3 separate regions of the Gossypium raimondii genome follow, and regions 1 and 2 are each linked to region 3. A link is a contact called in public Hi-C data. All regions are on one chromosome and are shown on one strand. The core of a region is the stretch at or near the end of the contact, and the rest is flanking DNA. Distances in the headings are between cores, read along the strand shown. Region 1 holds the start of LOC105800759. Region 2 holds the start of LOC105800695 (receptor like protein kinase S.2). Region 3 holds the start of LOC105800748.

Evidence for each region. A called contact is a pair of places that touch in the nucleus more often than the background predicts.
Region 1: a contact with region 3 is called in a Hi-C map of leaf, with 4 times the contacts expected there. The contact joins the promoter of LOC105800759 here to the promoter of LOC105800748 in region 3. A contact is called at or near these places in 2 of 2 Hi-C or Micro-C datasets (both in leaf).
Region 2: a contact with region 3 is called in a Hi-C map of leaf, with 2.6 times the contacts expected there. The contact joins the promoter of LOC105800695 here to the promoter of LOC105800748 in region 3. A contact is called at or near these places in 2 of 2 Hi-C or Micro-C datasets (both in leaf).

Annotation. Positions count from the first base shown.
Region 1 is chr7:15,720,594-15,724,672 of ASM2569854v1, forward strand. LOC105800759 reads left to right here and starts at 2,557. Exons shown (of 7, transcript XM_012632063.2): 1 at 2,557-3,223; 2 at 3,326-3,449; 3 at 3,536-3,616; 4 at 3,733-4,074. The coding sequence starts at 2,721.
Region 2 is chr7:16,062,018-16,066,126 of ASM2569854v1, forward strand. LOC105800695 (receptor like protein kinase S.2) reads right to left here and starts at 2,206. Exons shown (of 3, transcript XM_012631969.2): 1 at 1,043-2,206; 2 at 1-732. The coding sequence starts at 1,458. It overlaps LOC105800686 (exosome complex exonuclease RRP44 homolog A), which reads right to left. Exons shown (of 24, transcript XM_012631957.2): 18 at 3,926-4,046; 19 at 3,654-3,713; 20 at 3,456-3,561; 21 at 3,268-3,363; 22 at 3,073-3,154; 23 at 2,906-2,971; 24 at 2,361-2,746. The coding sequence ends at 2,533.
Region 3 is chr7:15,856,978-15,860,681 of ASM2569854v1, forward strand. LOC105800748 reads left to right here and starts at 1,525. Exons shown (of 2, transcript XR_001135850.2): 1 at 1,525-1,787; 2 at 2,085-2,406. LOC105800733 (a long non-coding RNA gene) reads left to right here and starts at 3,017. Exons shown (of 2, transcript XR_008197533.1): 1 at 3,017-3,280.

The sequences.
Region 1 (4,079 bases), core at 1,307-3,806, 140 kb before region 3:
TGATACTGAGATTTCCTATAAGGAGAAAGAAGAAATGTGAGAGAAGGAGAAATAAGGTGGTGAGTGGGAATGGGTCATTAAGGGGGAGAATATGGGATAATATGATGTGTCAAACTATTTTTGTGCTTGAAACTATTTGATGCTTACTGTTCTTGAACTCCATACCTATCCCAAGCCTTAGAACATTACAAGTCGAAAAACCCTATGTGATCTAGATAGACTTATTTACAATTTGACATCATATTGAATAATTGTATTTACAACTGTTTGTATTCTACTATGATAATCAAATTACTTATATAATTTATTGACAGATTCTTACATTTGAGACCCTTAATGTTTGTATGCTTTGTAATGTACTGAACTTAGGTGTTTGATATTTGAAGTGGTAAGTCAGCTATATATTATACCGAGATTATGTGTAAATATACAATGCTTATTCATGTGCTCCAAAACCAACATTTGTGCCATACTGGTTCAAGGATCATCTTTTCATTTACTATTTTTTGTTGCTATGCTTAAGGACAAGCAATGACTTATGTGTAGGGGAGTTTGATCTGTCGTAATTCAGTGTAGCAGATTAAACTAGTTTTCACACTTTAGGAGCTTGAATACAAGCACTTTGGTTAAGTTTTAGTTAAGCTTTTGTAATTCTATTTGTATTAAATAAAATGTGTAAATTGAGTCTTTTATTGACCTTAGGGGAAAAATGAGGCCTAAAGGTGAACTAATATGCTTTGTGAGCATGTAGAAGACCATTAGAAGGTGTACTAACTCGATACTGGTCTTTCTGTTGCAACACGGAGAGTTAAATGTCGCAACAATAATGAGTAGAATATAATAATTCAAGATTGCATTCGGTGTCGCGACACACCCCTGAAGATATCTTGAAGATGAAGCATATTGCCTTCGATGTCGCGACACAGGACCTGGTGTGTTGCGATATCACCTCTGTATAGGAAGTAATTACGAGCCAGAGATGTTTTGGTCTGCACAATCAAACATTAAACACAAGGACAACAGTTGACCTGGGGTTAAGGACGACGACTATTTTAAATCTATAAATGGGCTCATTCAACACATGTTATGGACAACTTTTCATATTGTATAATTTTATTCCTAGTTTTAGTCTTTAGTTTTTTCTCTTTTTTAGGCTTTAGGTTTATTTCAGTTTTGTTCTTTTACTTTTACGGAAGAGATCAGATTTGCAAACTTGATCAAACTCTGTAAGGATTCGGCATTTTATTCAATACAAATCAGGCTTCTGCTAACTTTATAGTCTTGAATTGTTATTCATGTTTATTCTATATATCAAGTCTATATTGTTTAAAGATCCATAAGGAGCTAATCCTCTTGTGAGGGATTAGAGAGTGGAGGTATGATTAATTAACTGTTTTGTAGGGTTCTCTTAGCGAATCAACTGTTTGGGAAAGGAAGAACTTAAACCCTAGTCTTGATGACCCTAGAAAGTCATTAAAGTAGGAATTAACCCAAAATTGGTATGACCTATTCGTGGACACCTTAACCCCGGAACCAGTGTGGATTGTGAGGTCGAAGGATAAGTAGTTATTGCTGACTTGTTATTCTAGATTGGAAGATCCTGCTGGGATATTGACTAGTTGATTAAACAAGAAAACCTGAAGCAACAATTGGTTATGATTACCGAAGCGAGCTAATCACCCATACTCAGATTTAACATATTCTACTATTTGATTTCTCGTTACTTATTTATTTATTGTATTATTATTATTATAAAAATCTCAAAAACCTTTCTTTATATTTGATTGTAATATAATCTACCTAAAGTACTAATTAGATCTATTTGTGCTTAGGTTAGAATTAATTTAGTGCTCGCCTCCCTTGGGTACAATCTTCGGAGTACTCATCTACTACGTTGTAACTATATTACAACCTGAATTGTATACTTATAGATACCACTCTTTTTAATATATTTTGTGCAAGATTTCTACTCTGGACGTTAGTACTTCTAGAGGTAGTCATTTGTCCCATCGCAATGAGATTAGTTGCCATGCCACTGCGCGACATTGAATATTGAACGTGGCAACAAGGTTTACTCAGTATGTTACGTTGTGACGAGGAACCCCCTGATATTGTAACGTCAACCTAATGTTTTGAAATTTTTACAATTGGTCCTAATTCGACTTCAAATTAGTTTTAGAACTTTCGTAAACTCGTATAAGATCCGAAAACGATTGTATTTTGTATTATATGCATGTGGGTTGAAATTGATCATTTAAAAATATAATTTGAATATAGTTGATCGTAGTTTTTCTAGCAACGAATGTAATACCTAGTAACTCAGAATTGAAAATCAAATTGGTATCAAAGTGTTACATGGATACTTTTTAATTAAAGTTTTAAATTCAAGTCTTCTAACTATGAAAACAACAAACAACATTGATAGAGCATATCCTCTCTAAATAATATCTAATCTACAAATTTAATCGAATCTTTTGTGACTTTGTAACATTGAGAAAAAAGGAAACCCTTGAAAGTGAAGGCAAAGCATTGTTTGGAGTAGGCAGGCAGCTAGTAGCCATATTAGTGGTTTGGGGTGGGGAAGAGAAGCCCAAATACTGATAATGAAATCAGGCCTAAAAATCAGAAACTGATCCATCATCGTCTTCTATTCTGTTGTAGAAAAAAAAAATACAAAGAAAAAGACGAAAGTATCAAGAAATTCCAAGTGCAGAGAGTAAATGGAAGAGTACCCAGAAGAATTGAGGAGTCCACCAGTGGCGCTGGTAGCATTGGTAGGATGCCCAGAGCAGCATGGGGCGATAACCACCCACCTCCTCTCCCAGCAGCATCCTATCAACACCTTGGCCTTGCCCAACTTCTCCAAGCTCTCCCATCTCCTCCATCGCCCGCCCTCCCCTTCTTCTTCCCCCGCCGGATTTTTGAAAAGGGATTGGCTGGTCAAGCACCGCACTAAGATCCCCGCCGTGGTGGCCGCCCTCTTCTCCTGGGATCATGTCTCCGGTGACCCTGCCCAGTGGGTCCAAGTCTGCTCCGATCTGGATGACCTAAAAGCCGCTATTCGTCCCAGGAACACCAAATTGTTGCTGCTCGTTGTGGTGGGCCAATCCGATGACATTAGTGAAGATCGCCTGCTTGCCTTACGGAAGCGAGCAGAGGTCGATTCCAAGTACCTTCTCCTCTTCAACCCCGATCCTTCTCAACTCAATAACTCTCTTCAAAGGTGCTCAATTCCCCCCCCTCCCCTTTTTATCTAACAATAATTAGTACTTTACTGAATTAATTGCTGTATGAACTATATCCCATACATTGTAATGTCTGTCAGGTTGAGCGCCAGTTTTGCCGAACTAGAAACTACTTTTTACAGAGAAGAAGGTCGAAGGATTAAAGCTCGCATTGAAAAGAAGAATTTCTCCTCTCCCGATCTCCAAGTTCGCTACTGTTTTAAAGTAATAATAATAAAAGAATAGCTTTCCTCACTTTTTCATATTATTAATTCCTTATGTATTGGCTCATTGGTTCACAAAATGGGTAGGTTGCTGTGTATGCAGAGTTCCGACGAGACTGGGCTGAAGCCTTGAGGTTTTATGAGGATGCCTATCATGCCCTGCGCGAGGTTCTTCCCTAATTATCCTATTTCTTTACCATCCTTCTGTTTATCATACTTAATACTAGTTACTTAGTTCCTTCTACTTGTCACTGCTACCATCTATGTCAATGCTATTCATTTAGATGGTTGCTACCTCAACAAGATTGCCTCCAATACAACGCTTATTTGAGATCAAAATTGTTGCTGAGCACTTGCATTTCAAGATTTGCACTTTGTTGTTGCATGGTGGAAAGCTCAGAGAAGCAATTACATGGTTCCGCCAACACGTTGTCTCCTACAAGAGCCTTGTTGGAGATCCAAATGTCATTTTTCTTCACTGGGAATGGCTCAGCAGGCAGTTTTTGGTTTTCGCTGAGTTGCTTGACTCAAGCTCTGCCACTCTTCCAAGCACTTCCTCTCTACCAGTAGGCACTGCCGACCAACCTCTGACTGAATGGGAATTCCATCCAGCTTATTACTATCAGGTCTG
Region 2 (4,109 bases), core at 956-3,455, 210 kb after region 3:
ATAAGCTCTAAGAGATCTTTTCGAAGTTCAAACTCGTAAGAATTCCCCTTGTCACATCCTTTAAGCTTTTCGATTCCAACACGTTTACCCTTGTAGATGCCTTTAAAAGAGTTGGGTGCAATCTGATCAATAAACTCAAGACTGTCGGAGTTCAATAGCCATTTCCCAATCTCGTCTGCCCCTGATTGAATGGTTTGCCATTCATCAACCAATACGACAAACGATGAAGAGGGCAGAGGCATTGGAAGCTGAATCCTGGTATTTGGATTTTCAATCCCTTTTCTGTGAGTTTGCTCACTTGGTTCTTCCTCAATTTCCCCAAAGTCTCTCCCTTTAGTACTCTCCTCCTGACATCCACAAAGTCCAAATGGTAGTTTAACAGTGGTCGTCTTGGGCTTCCGAAGAGCAGATTTAAGGGCACTCTCGACATGGGATTTAAAAAACTTGTCGTGGGCGGATTGAACCAAGAAGAGAATAATTCCAAGGGTGAACCCTTTCTTCTCAAATATCTGTATCTTCTTGCAACAGATGGAAGCAGAATCAAGAGCACCAGACATGGCAGACCAAGAAAAGGAAGAATTACAAGCAAATGTGAGCTTAAACACGCAACCTTGTACCTCATCATCAGATGTTTGCTGAATAAATATAGCAGGGTGATCATCCCCTGATGCCTGCTCTATCAATTTTATATGTAGAAATACTTCTTTCATATCAAATCCCGCCTGTGCATAACTGTCAACATAATACCCAATCAAAAGAAAATTACAAAAAAGAAAAGCATAATTGGGGGGGAGAAGAACTAGAACATTTCAGCAGTAACTAAGGCAAGGCCACTTTAAACATTTGAAGAAAATAATAATAGTAAAAATAATTATAAGAAACCCGAACTTTCACTGTTTGAAAGCCAAGGAAAAACAAAGATGAAAAACCCATGCTGATAGGAAACTGCTTTTAGGATCCTGTTGATTGTTGTTGCAATTTTCAGAGTACCCTAAACTGAGTAGGAAGAAGGAAGAGGCAAGGGAAGGGAAGGGAAGGGGACCTGAGAGGCAAGGAATCATAATGCTTGCGGATATTGGAGACAAGCTTCTCAGGCAACTGGCTTCCAGGGTAAAGCTGAGTCAAGTTCCGTACAACGGTACCCCAGACCACTTTCCGGCAAACGTCGGCCTTGGAGGAAGATGAAGGGACAGAAGGAACAGGAGGAGGAAGCTGATCACGTGGGGAGGAAGTGTCGAGATTGAGAGAGTTCTTGAGAGAGGCAATGGCCTCAGAGACGTTCCTGCTCAACCTCTGGAACCGTTTGTTCTTGGCGGACGGGGCTTCAAGTTTGGCAGAAGCAGAGGAGGAGGAGGAGGTGTCCTCGGATCGGTCGTTGGAGCGCATCAAAACCTGCTCGACCATGTCGTCATCGGCGGTGGTGGCTCGGCTGGACCAGCACTCGAGGGCTGCAGCCATGGGCGGAGATCGGAGTGGCTGAGGTCTCCAAAAGGGGGATGGTAATGTAGATGGGAAATGGGTTCAAAGTGAAAGGTAGGGGAGGAGGCGAGGGCGGTGGTGTGTGATCTGCTACAGATGTCTGTCTCGTGCTCTACTCTGCTATGCTCGTCGTTGTCTTTTTTTTTTAATTTTATTTTTGAAAAAATTAATAGTATTTATATTAAATTAAAAGGGTGTGTGTGTTGGATTTCTGACAAAGGAGGGAAATGTGGGGGAGACATCGGAGTCGGAGGGAGGGAGGATGAGGTGACACTGAATGAGTTTGAGCCTTAAGGAGGCTGCCTGCCTATTAATTTGACTTCATTTCTTACTTCATACAATGGAATCACCACAAAAGGACACACTACATCCGTCCCTCTTTGGTCTTCATCTCCATGCTCCATCCATCATCATGCATGCTAATAATACATGTACACTTTGCATTGCATTTCTTACTGCAATTTGAGATTGAAAATGGGGAAATGGGCTTTCCTGTAAATTGCAATAGGTGAGAGATGACATGGTATGATGATGGTAAAACGTTACAAGGGGGGTTCTCTGCCAATGCCATGTGACCCACATCCACGAATCATGTGAAATCAAAACCAATGAAAGAAAAGGGGGGGAGATGTATTTTAGGGGCGTTGATTAAGGTCACTTTAGGACATTTATTTCATTGCAGTTTCCTGGGTCCCACATGTTCCATGCATCAGCGCATAAAATAATCAAAATGCACATCCATCTGATTAGGTCTACTTGTTTGTCGCCCACCCAAATGCATTTTTCTACTATCTAGCAGTAATAACAAGTTGTGTTAGTTTATTTATTCATTCTTTTTGTTATTGCAAAAATAACATATAGAAATAGGAACACGCACTCCATGAACAAAAATGTTTCTTGTGTCAATCCAACATCAATTAACCCAAACCAAAGGCCAGTTACTATAATTACCACAACAAGATTCATTCCATTTGCATCTTATATAATAATACAACACTCTATATAACCTAATAAAAGCTCCTCCTTTGTGCATGTTGATGTTATCTTCTACTTCTAGGAAATAAGAGTAAGCTGCAGTTTAGGGCGGTTGGGTTGGGGTTCCACAACCTCCATGTGGATCCTCACTGATTGCAGAACACTGTAGGAAAGGCTATTACTATTACTATTGTCCATCTTTACAATCTTCTGCTGCTGCTCGTCCACATGCCACTCCCCGCTTCCCTTCTCTCCTCTGCCTGTCAAGTACACCGGGCCTTCTATTCCATATCTGTTCATTTATATAACATAAACTCATGTTACTTTTTTCTCCACCCAACAAACACAAGTGCCAAAACATTATCTTTTCCTGCCTAGACACAGCAGATAGAAAAAGAAAGACACGAGGAACATATACAGATAATCCAGCATAAAAGATCTAAGTTCATACTTGGGCACAAACACAATGAACCCGTTGGACCTTATCTTCACTATTCTGGCTTCTGTGTCAGTGGGCCTGCAGCATAAGATAAATAAATAAATTCAAAACATGTGCAATTATTCATTATGCTCTATAGAAGGCAGTTTCAATTCCATGAGAGAGGCCAAGGCAGTTACCGTTTTCTGAAGTAAATGAGAGTATGGAGCTCAACAGAGGCCCTGCTTGCCATTTGGGCATTCCTATGTCGATAATTCAGATCTGAAACAGGTAAAATGCATAGGAAGCTGAGAATGGATATCATGGGTATGTGAAGTTTGTTACCCAAATCCATGGAAGCCTCAAAAACAGTATGAAAGGAAAAAAAAACTTACTATCAGCAATGCTAGTTAGTTGAGATCTGTCCTGGAAAACTGGTGGAAGCTTATCGATCCCTAGAGATGCAGCAAGCAACCTGTGCACAATCACATCTGCAAGGAAGGTTCCATACTTGAGCAATAGTATCATCAAGCATACATCAGCAAGAAAAGGTAAAGTAACAAACAAATTTTTGTTCACAAACCTGCATATCTCCTAATAGGAGAAGTGAAATGAGTATATAGGGGCGCAGCAAGCCCATAATGATGATATTCTGGAGGGCTGAGATCCCCACTACAGAAATAAACAGCCTAATTTGAAACCAAGGCAAATTAGTACCAAGTTAAAAAGTGCGTAGGTCAAAACCATCTGGAGATTGAAAAAATTTCCTAGCTAACTTTACCTGAGTCATACACCTAGTTGCCAGTATCCGAATCAACTTATTAAAGTAAGGATCATCACGCTGCAAGGCAGTTTTTCTCAGATGTAAGAATCAACTATGAAAGAGAGAGGCCAAACAAATACATGAACGTGTCCCAAGTAGCAAAGATGGAAAAAAAAGAAAAGAAGCCAGACAAGCAAGAAGTTGGATGAAGAAATGTCTAGAAAAGGAATCATCTGAGGTGGTAAGTCAGCTGAACTGTCAGACAAATATATAACGAATAGGAACCTTACCACAGCATGGTCAAGGGAATCAGCCAACGCCTTTGACGATGAAACATCCAAGTCGAGTCCAATGGCAGCAGCAGTGCACAACAAAGGTTCAAGCATTTCTCTGGTGGGAGTTGGATGCCGCCTGAACCAAAAATTAATGTCAGGGAGGCAAGGCCGAGTGTCAAACAACAGCAGTGTCAATGTC
Region 3 (3,704 bases), core at 275-2,774:
AAAAAAAAATACGATCCTTGTATTAAAACGTTGAAAATTTTCAGGAAAATGGGTATATTTCACGTTATTCGAGAAAGAGAATCATATCCAGTAAGTTAGAATACAATGTCTCAAATTCCCGATACGCGAATGAAAAATGCTTATTTATTCACGACCAGTAAGTTAGAACGCGATAATTTTTTAATTCCCAATATCATTTAAAACTTGAGTTTGAAAAGATTCGTGTAATAAAGTTTAAAAGAATATTCAATTGTTTAAATCAAATGAAGAAATCGCAACCCAATACGTTAGGGCACAATTTCTCAAAATATTAAACATTGAATATTGTATTTATTTCGAAAAATCCTCGTCTCGAGAAAACAACATGTCACATCCAATGCGTTAGAACACAACATATTGAATTCTTGATAACGAGCTTTTTATCATTTTCAAAAGAGTAATATCGATTATTTAAATTCAACGAAAAAAAAGTCAGAACCCAATACGTTATGGCTCGATTCTCTCGAAGGTCCTAAATATCGAGTATTATTTATTTTGAAATTTCTATTTTTGACGAATCCGAGTAAAAAGTGAATGTAAAATAATGATAATGATGATAATGCAAATAAAATAATGCATGCAAATAAAAAGGATAAATAAATAAGATGATAAATGTATAATAAAAAGAAATCAACAATGTATACACAAAATAAAGTAAATATGCAAACACAAACTAATGCACTTAAATAAATAATAATAATAACAATGAGCATGTAAATAAATAAGTAAATGAACACCAAATGAAATAATAGTAATAAAAAATAAAAAAAATAAAATATATATATGTACGTAAGTTAAAATTTTAAAGTATAAAAAATATATGTATGTGTACGTAAGAATATGTATGTATATAAAACTATATGAAAATGTAAAACATATAAGTATGTGTATATATTTATAAAAATATGTATATAGATATATAGATACAAATTATAAAATATAAAAATACAAAATAAGTATATACATATATATATATATATATGATAAATTTTGAGATTTTAAAGATATAAATAAACAAATAACAGCAATAATAATTAATGGTAACAGTATAACATCAAATTTATTATTTAATAAGAAAACAAACAAAATACAAAAGGACTAAATTAAAACTTTAAACGAACTTCGGGGCTTAAATATGAAATAAACAAAAGGAATAATACAGGACCAAAGTGAAACACGCTTAAAGCGTGAGGGACTTGTGGGGAAATATTTCCCCGTCCTGAAACGCTGCGTTTCAACCATGGGCAGCAATTGGTCTAAGGACCAAATCGGAATAGAAGCAAAATCCACAGGCCGAAATAAAAAATACTACATTGAAGCAAATTGCGAAAGCGGAGGGACCTATTGCATAAATAGCCCATTTCATGAAAACACGCGGATCTCCCCTGGAGCGGGTCGGATCACACGCGGGTCATGGGGCTTAAACGGCGCCGTTTCAAGCTTATTATAAATATATAAAAAAAACCTCAAAAAATTTCAGTTTCACCTTTCTTTAGAAAAAACAGAGAGCAAAGCTCTCTCTCAGGCCTCTAACCGACCATGGTTGTCGGCTTTAGCGCCACCGCCGTAGCACCACCGTGGACGGTGGCCGACGTTGCGCAAAAGAAGCCTTTTAGCCCCGATTCACAACACACACGAAAACCAGGCCTTCCTAGCCCGAAAGATATGAAAAAGGAGGGGTCTTTCGTACCCCTTTCAGTCCGATTCCAACGCCGAAAATGGTCTCCGACGACGGGCTTTCGAGACAGGTAAGTATCCCTTTTCTTTTCTTTTTCGTTTTGTTTAAAAAGTTATAGAAAATAAACAAAAAGGAAGAAAATAAACAAAAAAGAAACGCAAAACCGAAAAGAAAATGACTGAGATCAACCTTTTTTTTTGCTTTTTTGATTTTCTTATTAATTCGTTGTATTTTTGTGAAAATATTACAAAAGAAAAGGAAGCCCCCCCCCCATTTTCGGTTTTTTAATGGCTTTTATATAGCCTTTTACAAGCTTTTTTCTTTTTATTTTTACTCTATTTTTGCTTCTTAATGTTGCGTGTTGCAGGTGAGCAGTTGGGAGCAGGTGAGCGGCGATGGGACGTGCGCGGCGGCCAGCAGAACGGCAGTGGCAGGGCAAGTGGGGTGCGGCAGCACTAGGGTTTCAAAAAGCTGAAACCCTAGTTTGACCCTTAGTATTTGGGCTTGGGTCTTGGTTTGGGCTGAAGGGTATTGGGTTAGTTGGGCTGGTGGGTTAGTTTAATTGGTTTAGTTTTTTTATGTTTTTGTAATTGGGCCCGGGCAAATGGGCTTGTACACTTGGAATATAAAGTTTAACCTTGAGACGAGTAGATTCATGAAATAAATCTGTGGAAATGGCATTCGAAAAACTGGATAGGATTTGTTTCTGGTTCATTTGATTTGGCACTGGAAGATTGATGTGTCAGCAGGGTAAATATTTTAAGTCTATGGTAACGTATAGGAGTAGTATCATATCTTCCTGATAAGCAATGGTCGCAAGTAAAATGGTTCAGAAACTTGTCAGGAATCTGCAATGAATGAAAAGTGCAACAGAAAGAGTTCTGCTTTGCTTTTGTTAACTGAGTATCAAATTGGTTAGGAAATCATTGCTTTTAAATGGTAATTAATATTATTAGGATGACGTTTTTGTCTTTTTATATATTATTTAAATAAAAGAACAAAAAGCTACTCATCCAAATATCAATTTTTACCTTGTAATCATTGTTAAATAATTTTTTTACATAAAATATTCTCTTTCACTCACATTAAGTGTATCCTAATTTAATTGTTAAACATTCAGAATCTTACTTTTTTTCGTTTCCCAAATACAATTAATATCATATTACACTTTGATATAAATTAAATTCTAAAATTTACAATTCCTTTTGATAATTGAAATAATTTGTGAAGTAGGCAGAAGAGTAGCTGATAGAATAAAAAGGAGGGCATTGGGCATTGGGCATTGGGTATGAAGTGAGTTCCAAAGAGATGGGAGCCACAGTTGTTGTCTTCAAGTGGTTGACAGTTTGATATGAGCAAAAGTGTATGGAGGGTGCTGACTGGTGGCTGTCCATGTTGTGGACTATGAAGAAGAACATGTCATAGTGGTAGATATGGGGAGCAGGGCCAGCACCAATGTTCCAAACTCAATTAATATGCTCCTTGTATAATTTTCAAACCAACCATCCCATGCCAGCTTCTGCCAGACTTCCCTTTTCGGTTTTTCCTCTACTACTACTACTAGTAAGTTTTCTTTTCTTCCAAAACCCTACACAAGCTAACCCCCCCCGGTTGGGCCCTGACTATCATATTCTATCTTCATCTAAGCTAACATTAACCAGTTCATACAATTTGGTTGCAATTGGAGGTTTGGTTTCTCTCTTTATTCTTCTTACTTGTAAGGAAAGTCCCTTTTCTTTTGTCTGTTCCACCACATTCGAGACTAAGGCTTCCTTTGAATTCATCTCATTCATAGTGAGATGAAATCTCATGGATATATCTTTTGTTATGCTTTCTCACAAAAGGTAAAATGGTTTGTGGAACATAAGCATTGTAGTATGGTAAAGCAACTGCATTTCAAAATTTTCATTGATGCTTTAGGTACCGTTGTATAAAAAAGTCCTCTAGTAGGAGGGTTTGTCTTACCATTATAACCCTTCATTGGAGA